Regions from separate parts of the Mus musculus genome. Here all the other regions are linked to region 1. The links are chromatin contacts, called in public Hi-C maps. All regions are on one chromosome and are shown on one strand. Each heading gives the region's core, a stretch centred on a gene start, on an enhancer-like site or on the middle of the called end of the contact. The rest is flanking DNA. Distances are from core to core; before and after follow the strand shown. Region 1 overlaps Skint2 (selection and upkeep of intraepithelial T cells 2). Region 2 holds the start of Slc5a9 (solute carrier family 5 (sodium/glucose cotransporter), member 9). Region 3 overlaps Skint1 (selection and upkeep of intraepithelial T cells 1).

The links. Hi-C and Micro-C count contacts between places; a contact is called where the count stands out from the background.
Region 2: a Hi-C map of epidermal suprabasal cells shows a contact between it and region 1, with 2.4 times the contacts expected there. The contact joins the promoter of Slc5a9 here to the enhancer-like site in region 1. A contact is called at or near these places in 19 of 39 promoter capture datasets (the 3T3-L1 cell line, 3T3-L1-derived adipocytes, the C10 cell line and 8 more), 22 of 484 Hi-C or Micro-C datasets (the Ba/F3 cell line, the G1E-ER4 cell line, the STO cell line and 7 more), 2 of 115 datasets of contacts at active chromatin or transcription factors (the NIH/3T3 cell line and double positive thymocytes) and 4 of 9 other capture datasets (adipose tissue, liver, macrophages and 1 more).
Region 3: a Hi-C map of epidermal suprabasal cells shows a contact between it and region 1, with 2.3 times the contacts expected there. The contact joins two enhancer-like sites. A contact is called at or near these places in 2 of 39 promoter capture datasets (cranial neural crest and embryonic stem cells) and 1 of 484 Hi-C or Micro-C datasets (epidermal suprabasal cells).

The regions. Positions count from the first base shown.
Region 1 is chr4:112,650,531-112,653,696 of GRCm38.p6, reverse strand. Skint2 (selection and upkeep of intraepithelial T cells 2) reads right to left here. Exons shown (of 8, transcript NM_001285965.1): 8 at 1,449-1,658. The coding sequence ends at 1,522. Among named protein-coding and RNA genes, the nearest start is that of Skint2, 38 kb to the right of the region's middle. Within about 2 kb of position 1,691, at least 1 of the 459 cell types and tissues checked has an H3K27ac peak or open chromatin away from gene starts, as enhancers often do. A contact at or near this core is called in epidermal suprabasal cells, where this site is marked.
Region 2 is chr4:111,901,325-111,904,490 of GRCm38.p6, reverse strand. Slc5a9 (solute carrier family 5 (sodium/glucose cotransporter), member 9) reads left to right here and starts at 1,695. Exons shown (of 15, transcript NM_145551.4): 1 at 1,695-1,776.
Region 3 is chr4:112,010,133-112,013,298 of GRCm38.p6, reverse strand. Skint1 (selection and upkeep of intraepithelial T cells 1) reads right to left here. Exons shown (of 8, transcript NM_001102662.1): 2 at 2,546-2,626. The coding sequence starts at 2,621. Among named protein-coding and RNA genes, the nearest start is that of Skint1, 5.4 kb to the right of the region's middle. Within about 2 kb of position 1,723, at least 4 of the 459 cell types and tissues checked have an H3K27ac peak or open chromatin away from gene starts, as enhancers often do. A contact at or near this core is called in epidermal suprabasal cells, where this site is marked.

The DNA.
Region 1 (3,166 bases), core at 442-2,941:
ATTTGGCAAAGTTAAGTTTGACATGTGACAGAATGTTACTCTCCTGGAGCTTCCAGTTCCCCTTATTATGGCTGGGGCAATGCTATGCAGCTGATTAGTTAGGAAGTGGCACTATGCATGCCTCAAGTGCATTCCAAGCAAGTGCCTTTACACATCTGACAGTAGAGAAGTCCCCAGTCATAGACAGCCTTAGTTCCAGATATTAGTTGAGAACTACCAATTAATTATGCACTAGAAGCTTTAAATCCTTTGTTAAATATTCCTTCAGTATAGAATAGGCTCTCATGAGTCTCCTCTACCTTTCTCCATTCCCAGCATCTTATTTGTTCTTGTCACAAATAGGGAAAGCACAAAATTAAAATGAATAAACAAATAAAGTAAACCAACTTAAGTAACAATGGCCATTAATTTCTAAGATCTAAGTCTAAGACTTTTATATAATATTTAGGATTTTTAAAGTTTAAAGAAGTTTAATTTTAAGCTCAAAAATATTTCCTTCTAGGGAAAAGGATATTCAAAAATACCTGAGAAATAATCCCATAAAATCCTGAAGAAGAAAACAATTGGGTTCTTTTTATATGCAAGCATGAAACTAAATATTCAGTTGATACTATAAATCAGCATTTTTTTACCCTGCATAATGCATTATTGAATAAGCTAAATGTCTGCTCTGTTTTAGTGTTGTCTCAATGGAGTTTAAGTGAGAGTCTCCGGGGAAGTAATACAAAAAGTTGAGCCAAATCCTCAATAATGATAAGTAAATAACAATGTACCCAATTAACAGGACCCAAATTTTTTCTAAATAATTGAGGGTATGTTGTTTGTGAGGTTTTAAGTTCAGAGGATAATTATTTTTGAGGTAGTAATAAAACCTAAATAATTATAAGGTGATAGCTTCTATATTAATCTGGAGCAATATTTAAATGTTCATTTTTAGTTTACTTACCAAAAAATTTAAGTACTTATCTAAATATTGATTAAATAACCAGGAGAAGAGAATACCAATACCTCAAAAATTCATTCAGCACCAGCTTAAATACACTTTATATACATAGTATTAACAGATACTTGAGCTATTTTCCCTTTTCTATGGTAAAACTTTCCACTAATATAAGGCTGTTGATTGCTTAAGGAGTGAACAGAGAATGAAAAATATTCCGTACCAACAGGATGTAAAGAAATAGAGAAAAAGCAGTCTTTTAATTCAAGTATAATAATGTAATGTCCTTGAAGAATCATAATAGGAGCAGAGAGCCTTTCCAGATTTCCCCATTGTTTCTATAGAAGTATTTATGTCCCTGAAATAATGTATTAAGGCAAAACTTATTCTTTATTGTTGCGGGCCGTCCAGCAGCTCGCATGGAACAGGGTATGGCTGAAGCCGCAGACTCGGGATGAAAGAGAGAGAACTAGACAGATGAGAGAAATAATGGAGCTAGGACAAGATTCTGATCAAAGCTCAATTTTACTATTCAGAAACACGGGGTTATGAAGAAGGGGGAGGGGCCCATTCCGGCCAAATCATCTTCGGAGTCCAGCTGCAGGTGACCACGTGAATACTCTGGAACAGCTAGGCGGCAGATAGCAGCAGTGGGAGTGGCAGAAAGATAGGGTGGCAGACTCCACCCCTGATGATCTCCTGGTGATAGCAGTCAAACCTGATCAGTCAGATTTCAGGCCAAGAGAGGGAGGTTACACTTTATCTTTTAGGAATTATATAAATAGGGACATATTTCATGAACTAACTGAAGGTTCTATATGTCCTAGTCAAAATTATTCCTGTAATAGAAGTAAACTATGTTTCAACATTTTTTTCATATAGGGACCTTCGATCAATCTATTCTGCAACATTCCTGCTGTGTGGGAAAATACAAAGCTAAGCTCTGGGTCAGCTGAGCCCTGAAATTTAAGTGTAGGCTATGTAACCACACACACCATCCCACCATTCCCTATAAGTCAAGTGTTAAAACATATGCTGATCTGGCAGGACCTGAACAGTTAAAAGAAAGGGTCAAGCTACCAAGCCTTGCCAAGATATGTGTGCAAGATAAGTTTTTTCTCTATCTCTCTTTTGTAATGATCCTTCTCATAAGATACAATCAATATATTACTGTACTCCAGCATGCAAAATAATTGACAAGAATTTTATCTTACTTTTCATGGGTTCTCTTCACATTACCTATATTTTGTTTCCAATTATCAACAACTATGGTTCCTTGTTTAAGAAACCAATGATTGAATTTAACAGTAACTTGTATAAAGTTGTAGAACTGTTATTCTGATAATTTTGCTCCTCTGTATCTTAACAAATATTTCAATAATTCTATGAAACCCTTGTCTCAGAGAATTGAGGAGAAACTATGTTTATTTTACTCTCTTACTTATGGCTGTGATCCCTGCGGTAAGAAAAAATAACTTCTATCCATTGATTCTATTCAATAGAGTGTTCCTACCTCCTCTGAGGGTTCAGGCCCTCACAATGGGAACCAGATATGGGGTGGGGGCGTCTCTACTAACACCCAGGCCAGCAGACTATTGATTTGTATGAGATAAGAAGGTAGTTTTGTTCAATATGACTGAGTTCTCAATGTTGGATCAAACTTTCTCTCACACCAGGTAGCCTACATATTTTATGCATGTGCAAGAACAGCTCAGTTTGGAAAAAAGTTTCTTGGAAATAATGTGGCCCATGTGCAAAACAAAGCTTAAGACATAAAATTCTTGCTATGTACAACAGACATTTTCTATGAAAATAGGTTCTATATATTAACCAAAGAAGCATGGTCTAGGGGAAGATAGTAGTATGGTTGGACTGAGATTAAATAGGTACAAGAAAAGAACCAGAAAAAGCTACATATAAAACTATCATAGTTTTATCTTTTGAAATCATGTAAAATCTCCATAAATTTGTATCCATGAAGGTTTTATCTTTGGGGGTGACTTTAAATATGACTCACATCATAGGGGATATCACTACTGAAGAGGCCACATCCTGTAGCCAGGCAGGAATTCTACTGGAGAGTGACAGGGACACCAACCCACCCACAAAACTTTCAATCCAAAATTTAACCTGTCTACAAGAAATGAAATGTCAGGGGGATGGAGCAGAGACTGAAAGAACTGCCAACCAATCACTAGGCCCAATTTCAGAACTATCCCATGAGCA
Region 2 (3,166 bases), core at 446-2,945, 750 kb after region 1:
TCCAGAGCTTTGAGTTGATCCACCCCAACATCTACGCCATCTGTGAGGTACTAGTGTACTGCTGTACATGGTTCTAGGCAACAGCAGGATACTTGAGAGGAGTCTCCACTAGGGTTTCAGAATTGATGGTGTAGCAGAATCCAGAGCTCTTAACCAGATCAACAATGATTCTTCATTGCAATGAACATTTGCATGTAAAGCTGTTTGTGTAAAAGGGTGTATTGTGACACTCTGCAGCTTCGGATCCCACTTTGATGAACTAGAGGAGAGGTGAGAAAGATGGAAGAGCGCAGTGGAGCATGCTCAGTGAAAAGAGGTAGAACTTGACTCGACAGCTGTGGTGGGTGTGAGAGAGGGCTGCAGTTCATTCAGGAACAGGTTGTTACACAGTAGGGTCAGCAGGATGGTGTGAAGCCACCTGGAGCTTGTACACACTCAGGCCCTGAAGCAGGTGCACAGCTGCAGGAGTACCCTGACTCCGAACAGGGAAATAATATTTCAGATGAATAATGGTTAACTTACTGGTTTGGACCATGGGGTCTGTACTTCTCCCAGAGGCCATGCTGACCCATGGCCTGTGCTTTGGCAGAGGGCCATGTTGATGTCCAAGGAGGTCCATGGTGAGTGCTAATGCTAGAGACCATGTGAAGATTCTATGGTCTGTGCTATTTGTGGTCTGTGCTGTGGCCAGAAACCATGTAAAAAACCCAGGATTTATGCTCCTGCTGAATATAAAGAACAAGGAGGACAGTCTCACAGTAGTATCGATGACTGCAAATGAACAGTTGAGAAAGATGAAAATAGAAACCCCTACCTCCAACCCATTCCTACCCCACACAATGTAACAACCTACAAAGGGAGCTATCAAAGAAAGCCCTTAAAATTTGTGATAAGGGTGCTGAAATGTAGCTCTTCATAAATGATGGCTCTGGCAGGGGTAGAGGTAGAGAAGCACTGCCCAGGTAGAATTTGACTATGCTCCAGTGAGTATAGAAACAACAAAAAATGGACTTACTTTTCTTTTTCATTTTTTTTTTCTTTTTCTTCTTTTCAGGGGAGGTCACAAGAGTGGAAGAGAAGAGAGGGAGGACTGAGAAGTGAGTGTGATTGGGGTACATGATATGAAATTCCCAAGGAATCATAAAGATATTATGTTGAAAGAAAAACAGAGTTGACATAAAGAAATTGTAAGTCATGAGATGATCCCATGTAGTCATTTAACATTTATAACTTTATGTTGTAAAACGATTAGCTCCATCAAGCTCACATTTGGAGCATGCGGTTACAATGCTCCAGCTATACTTGCTTATTGGGCTTCAAGCATACAACATGCTTGATCAAGCAAAGAAGCCATGCTATACATCAGAGCCCAGAATTTGTTCTTCTGGAGACTGAAACACTGCCTGCCTGCCTTGAGAAACCAGTTTGCCCAGGTGTGAGAGGAGGCTGTGACCACAATGACAGAGTGTCACACTGAGCTGTGTCTCCCTTCCCACCTCCCCTGGGGGCCTGGGCAACTCTGAACCCCCTACAGAGTGTGTTTACTTTACCCCATAACCACACCTTGTCACAAAAGCAGAGACTGTCCCTCAGAAACCAAGGCCCAGTGACTGGGGTGGTATTCAGGGCCTTGCCTGCCACCCTCTGGGGGAGGGGCCAGGCTCCTTCTCAGTCTTCTGTGACTGAGAGAAGTTGTTAAAGACCATGCCTTGGCACTGAGGAGCTTGAAGCTTTGACACTGAGCCCAGGAGGTTTTGACTAGGCCAGGCTGTGCAGGTATGTTTATGGTGAGTAGAGTATAAGTCTTTCTCTCTTCCTTCCTCTGCATTTCTGGTATTCTGTTGCCATCTTTCTCAGACTTACACATCTATGTACTTCTCCTTTCCTCTTACAATTAAGCATCTATCTTGTGTATATAGGGTCTCCTTTCTTCCTCAGGAACCATCTGGACACAGGTGACTCCCAGAAATTTGGCCTTTGACAGCTGGAGATAGGGACAAGTGAGCAACACAGCAGGTATCCACTCTGGCCCTGAAGACCATGTGATTTGCTTGCCAGGATCCTGACTTGCCTCTCTGACACTTGCCCCTATGAGAGAGCCTTGTTCTGTGGTGGGGTGCTGCTGGTGTTGCTCTCTTAGGAGTAATGTACTCTGCAGTTGTTCATGGCACAGCCTGACCTGGGCCTGACCTGGTTAGTGAATCAGATCTGGGTTTGAACTGAACTGAACAAAGACATGTGGAAATGGCATCCCCAGGGTTGGAGGTCTGAGAATTGCAAAGGCATGGAGGAGGGCTGAGTGAAGACTGCAGTGGTAATCACTGCCATGGAACCATGACCCAAACTTGGGGAGCTTCCTATTCCTAGTTTGGCTGCATTTGCAACCTGCTCCAAGCTTCAGTTGGAAGGAACAGGACAGAGAAGATCTCTATCCAACCACAAGCAGGATATTTTTTCTCTGTTCTCTCTTTGAGACAGAGGGCCTGGAGAGAAGGGACCATGGTCCTGAGCGCTTTTAAAGTCATCCAAGCCCAGAGTCAAAACCCAAACCAGCCCAGGCGTTAGCTAATATTTTTCCACCTGAAAATAATAATAATAATAATAATAATAATAATAATAATAATAAATCCATGTCCAAATGCCACTGTTTGCTCTGTATGTAACCCAGTAATACAAGCAGTAATCTTAAACATTAGTCTCCTATACTTTATTGTCAATAAGGAAGTTGTCAGCAGGATTCCTGGCAGAGTGGTTTTACAGGAAGGACTTGTAAGTAGCCTGGGTGCAGGCCAGTGGGAGGTACACAGGGCCTGCCCAGCATTACAGAGGTAAGGAACCCTATAAGGAAACAAAAAGCAGCTGCATAAAAGGTCCTTTCCTTTCATGAAAGGACCAATTGTATGGTACATGGAATGGGAAGGGCTGGGTAATGCTCTTTATGCTCAAGCATCTGACACCAAGTGCTCAAGGCCTCCCCATCGGCAGTTCCTTCATTTGGTCAAAAGCTCCCAACTGATCTTTTCTGTGGATAAATCCCAGAGATAAGGCAAGTATGCCCCATCCCAGTGTTGCCCACCCCAACATATACTTCAGCAGCAAGAAAGCACAGGAAGGGTTCTCACCCCAACTCTAATGGCTGTGGGGAAAAGAAGAGCTCCCATAAGGT
Region 3 (3,166 bases), core at 474-2,973, 640 kb after region 1:
GTCTTCCTGGCAAGCTCATACAGGGCAACAGTGCAGAGTAACATTTCTAATATCCTAGTAAAATAGCAATATATAAACATGCACCAACTGATCTGTTCATAGAAATATGTGTAAAAAATTACCTTTAAAGTGAATGTTAGCAGTGAGTTAATTGGCTGCTGTACTTCTTTACCTTATGCTAGTCCCCTATAACCACACATACACACACACACACACACACACACACAAAGAACAAAATTTATTTGAAACACACCGCAATAGCTGAGCAGTTAAATGATCTAACTTAGCCTTTTATGCTAATCTAGCTACATCCCAGACCCATCCCATGATACTTGAATATTATTATTGATCTTGATTTTTGGATTTCAAATGTATTTTCATGATGTCTCTTTGGACCTCTTCTTCATGGTTCCAATTCCTCCATCCTCCTGGCTGATCTCTCTCTCTCTCTCTCTCTCTCTCTCTCTCTCTCTCTCTCTCTCTCTCTCTCTCTCTCTCTCTCTCTCTCTCCTCCCCCTCACTCCTTCCTCTTGCTGGTGGACATCCAGCCCTATTCACTATTCTGCCCAGTCATTGGGTGATCTACATTGATTAACAAGGCCAAGAATAAACGATAATAATTGTTTCCATGAATTTGAGACGTGATATTTTTGGTATAAGCATTGCAATGCTATGTTCCTGTTAAAACAAGATATGAGGCTGGAGAAATTGGCATCTGATTAACATAAGTTAAAATTTTATACGGTGTAAAAAACATTATGCCAGCAAATATGTTTACAGCCATATTCACAGTTATATTCTAGACTCTATGAAGACACATTTGTGGCAACCTAGCCAAATGTGAGTCCCAACTAAATAGGATTCAATAAAAGTTTAAAATTTAAAATGCAGCTTTTACTAGAACATTCTACATTTCAGTGCTATTTATTGCTTCATCCTTTTTTTTTTTTTTTGTACCACCAAAGAATCTATATATCAACTGCACAAATTCCTTTATAAATCATTGACTGCAGGACATAAAACCAGGAAGTTTGGTATGGTAGAGCAGGTCAAGACTCGGAGACTCAGTGGTCAAACACCTGAGACTTAGGTGACACCCAGCTCCCTGATGGACTCCTGACTTGGAACAAGAGTCATGCTTGTCACATAAAAGAGACAAAACTTGTAGTTACAAAGGCCAAAAACAGAGTTCTCCATGTTAATGAGGTTCCTCCAGGCCCAGAGGGCTTCGCCAATAAGCTTCCCTTCCCAGACATTACTCCCTGCAAAAGGGACTTAATCTCAGGCCCACCCTGAGAAGTGGGATAAGGTTTTATGCACTCACTTTTTGCCATGAAAATAAACTGTTTAGACCCATGGACTGTCTCTTTTTGCCAACATCCTCTGTGGGAAGCCATGAAGAAGGCCTTCACTACAGAGCCACAGCCTGTTCTCCCAGAGAAGGCCGCTCTGTGCTCCTAGCCACAACCACCACTAAGCCTGCCACCTCCAACCTGAGGACAATTATCTCCGCTAGGGCAAGCTGGAGCTCCCCTTTCCCCAGGGCTCCAGGCTAGACACTCTCCCCAATGTGTGGAACACTGACTCTATTCTCTGTTCTTGACTCCCAGCAGCTCCTGAAAGCTTAAGAGTCTGAGAACCCCACTGTCTGGCCTCGTAGCATGCCCGGGAATCCCTAGCCAACTCAGGTTTTCCTGCATCTCAAACTATGCTTTCCCACCCCTGGAGCAGTGACTCAGTGCTTCCCTTCATTCCTGCACCCACGATTGTAATGGTGTGGGGTAAGGACATCAAACGCCCCACATTCTGCCTCCCCAAGTGGCTATGTCCCACTGGTGGAGCAGAGACTTGTCTGGAACTCTACAATTGATCAAGATTTCAACATTCCTCATCTTATTGTATTGATAAGTCCTATGGAATGCCATAAGAATCCTCATCCTGGATTGTTTTCTCAATATAAAAGTGGTATATGAGTCATATTTGCTCAATATGAGTAGTGAGCTCTGAGGATTAAGAATTTGACGGTTTTCACCCTTGTTTTCTCCCATGAACCTGACACAAATCTAAGAAAACAAGACATTCTGGTTGAGAATGACTCATTCATTATTCCTACCCATGTGGTTACTGTGTCTTAATTAAAGTGAATCCCGGGGCTCATATGTTTGAATATTTGGTCCCCTGTGGATGGAAATGTGTGGGAAAAATTAGGATGTCTGTTCCTGATGAAAGACATACGTTACTGGAAGCTGGCTTTAGTCCCAGTGAACACTATGATCATCAAGATTTGAGCTCTCAGTTGTTCTGTCCACAAGCATTTACTCTACCATCACAGACTCTAACCCTCTGAAATGCTCAGCCTAATTAAATGCTTTCTTTTTTAGTTTGCCTTGGTTGTGATATTTTATCAAAGGAATAGAAAAGTAACTAATACAGTTACCTAGGACCTTAGGAATAATAGTCTTAAAAGCCTATTATTTTATTGCTCCTAACTATTCCCAACAAACTTGATATTGCTAAAGCTATATATTGAGTGACAGATTTATACCTGAGCTTGCTGTGACCATCTGAAGAAGGAACATGACAATACAGTGTCCATAAAAACATAGTCCTGTGGATCCCATTGCACCTGTTAAAAAAAAAATAAGGATACAAGTTACAAAGAGTGAAAACATTAAGAAATTGCAGGAGTGAAATCCAGACTGATGGGGGAAAGTAAGTAGATTGGTCACTGTAAGAAAAGGTATTTGTGTCCAGGCATGGTGGCACACACCATTAATCCCAGCACTCGGGAGGCAGAGGCAGGTGGATTTCTGAGTTCAAGGCCAGCCTGGTCTACAAAGTGAGTTCCAGGACAGCCAGGGCTATACAGAGAAACCATGTCTCGAAAAACCAAAAAAAAAAAAAAAAAAAAAAAGAAAGAAAGAAAAAAAAAGAAAAGGTATTTGTAAAATTTGGGCATTCTTCACCATTTTCAGCAGACCTAGAAAATGGGTATAAGAAATAGGAGGTTTTCAAATGTTGAAATAATTATTTGAGAAAACTTTTGGAGAATTAAGCAGTCTCTATCTTAGCTTTAGAGAAACCCCCATCTTCTCTATTATTATAGGAGCTATTAATAAGACTCAAGTTCATATTCTGACTTAAAGAAGTGTAAAATTGGAGCAAC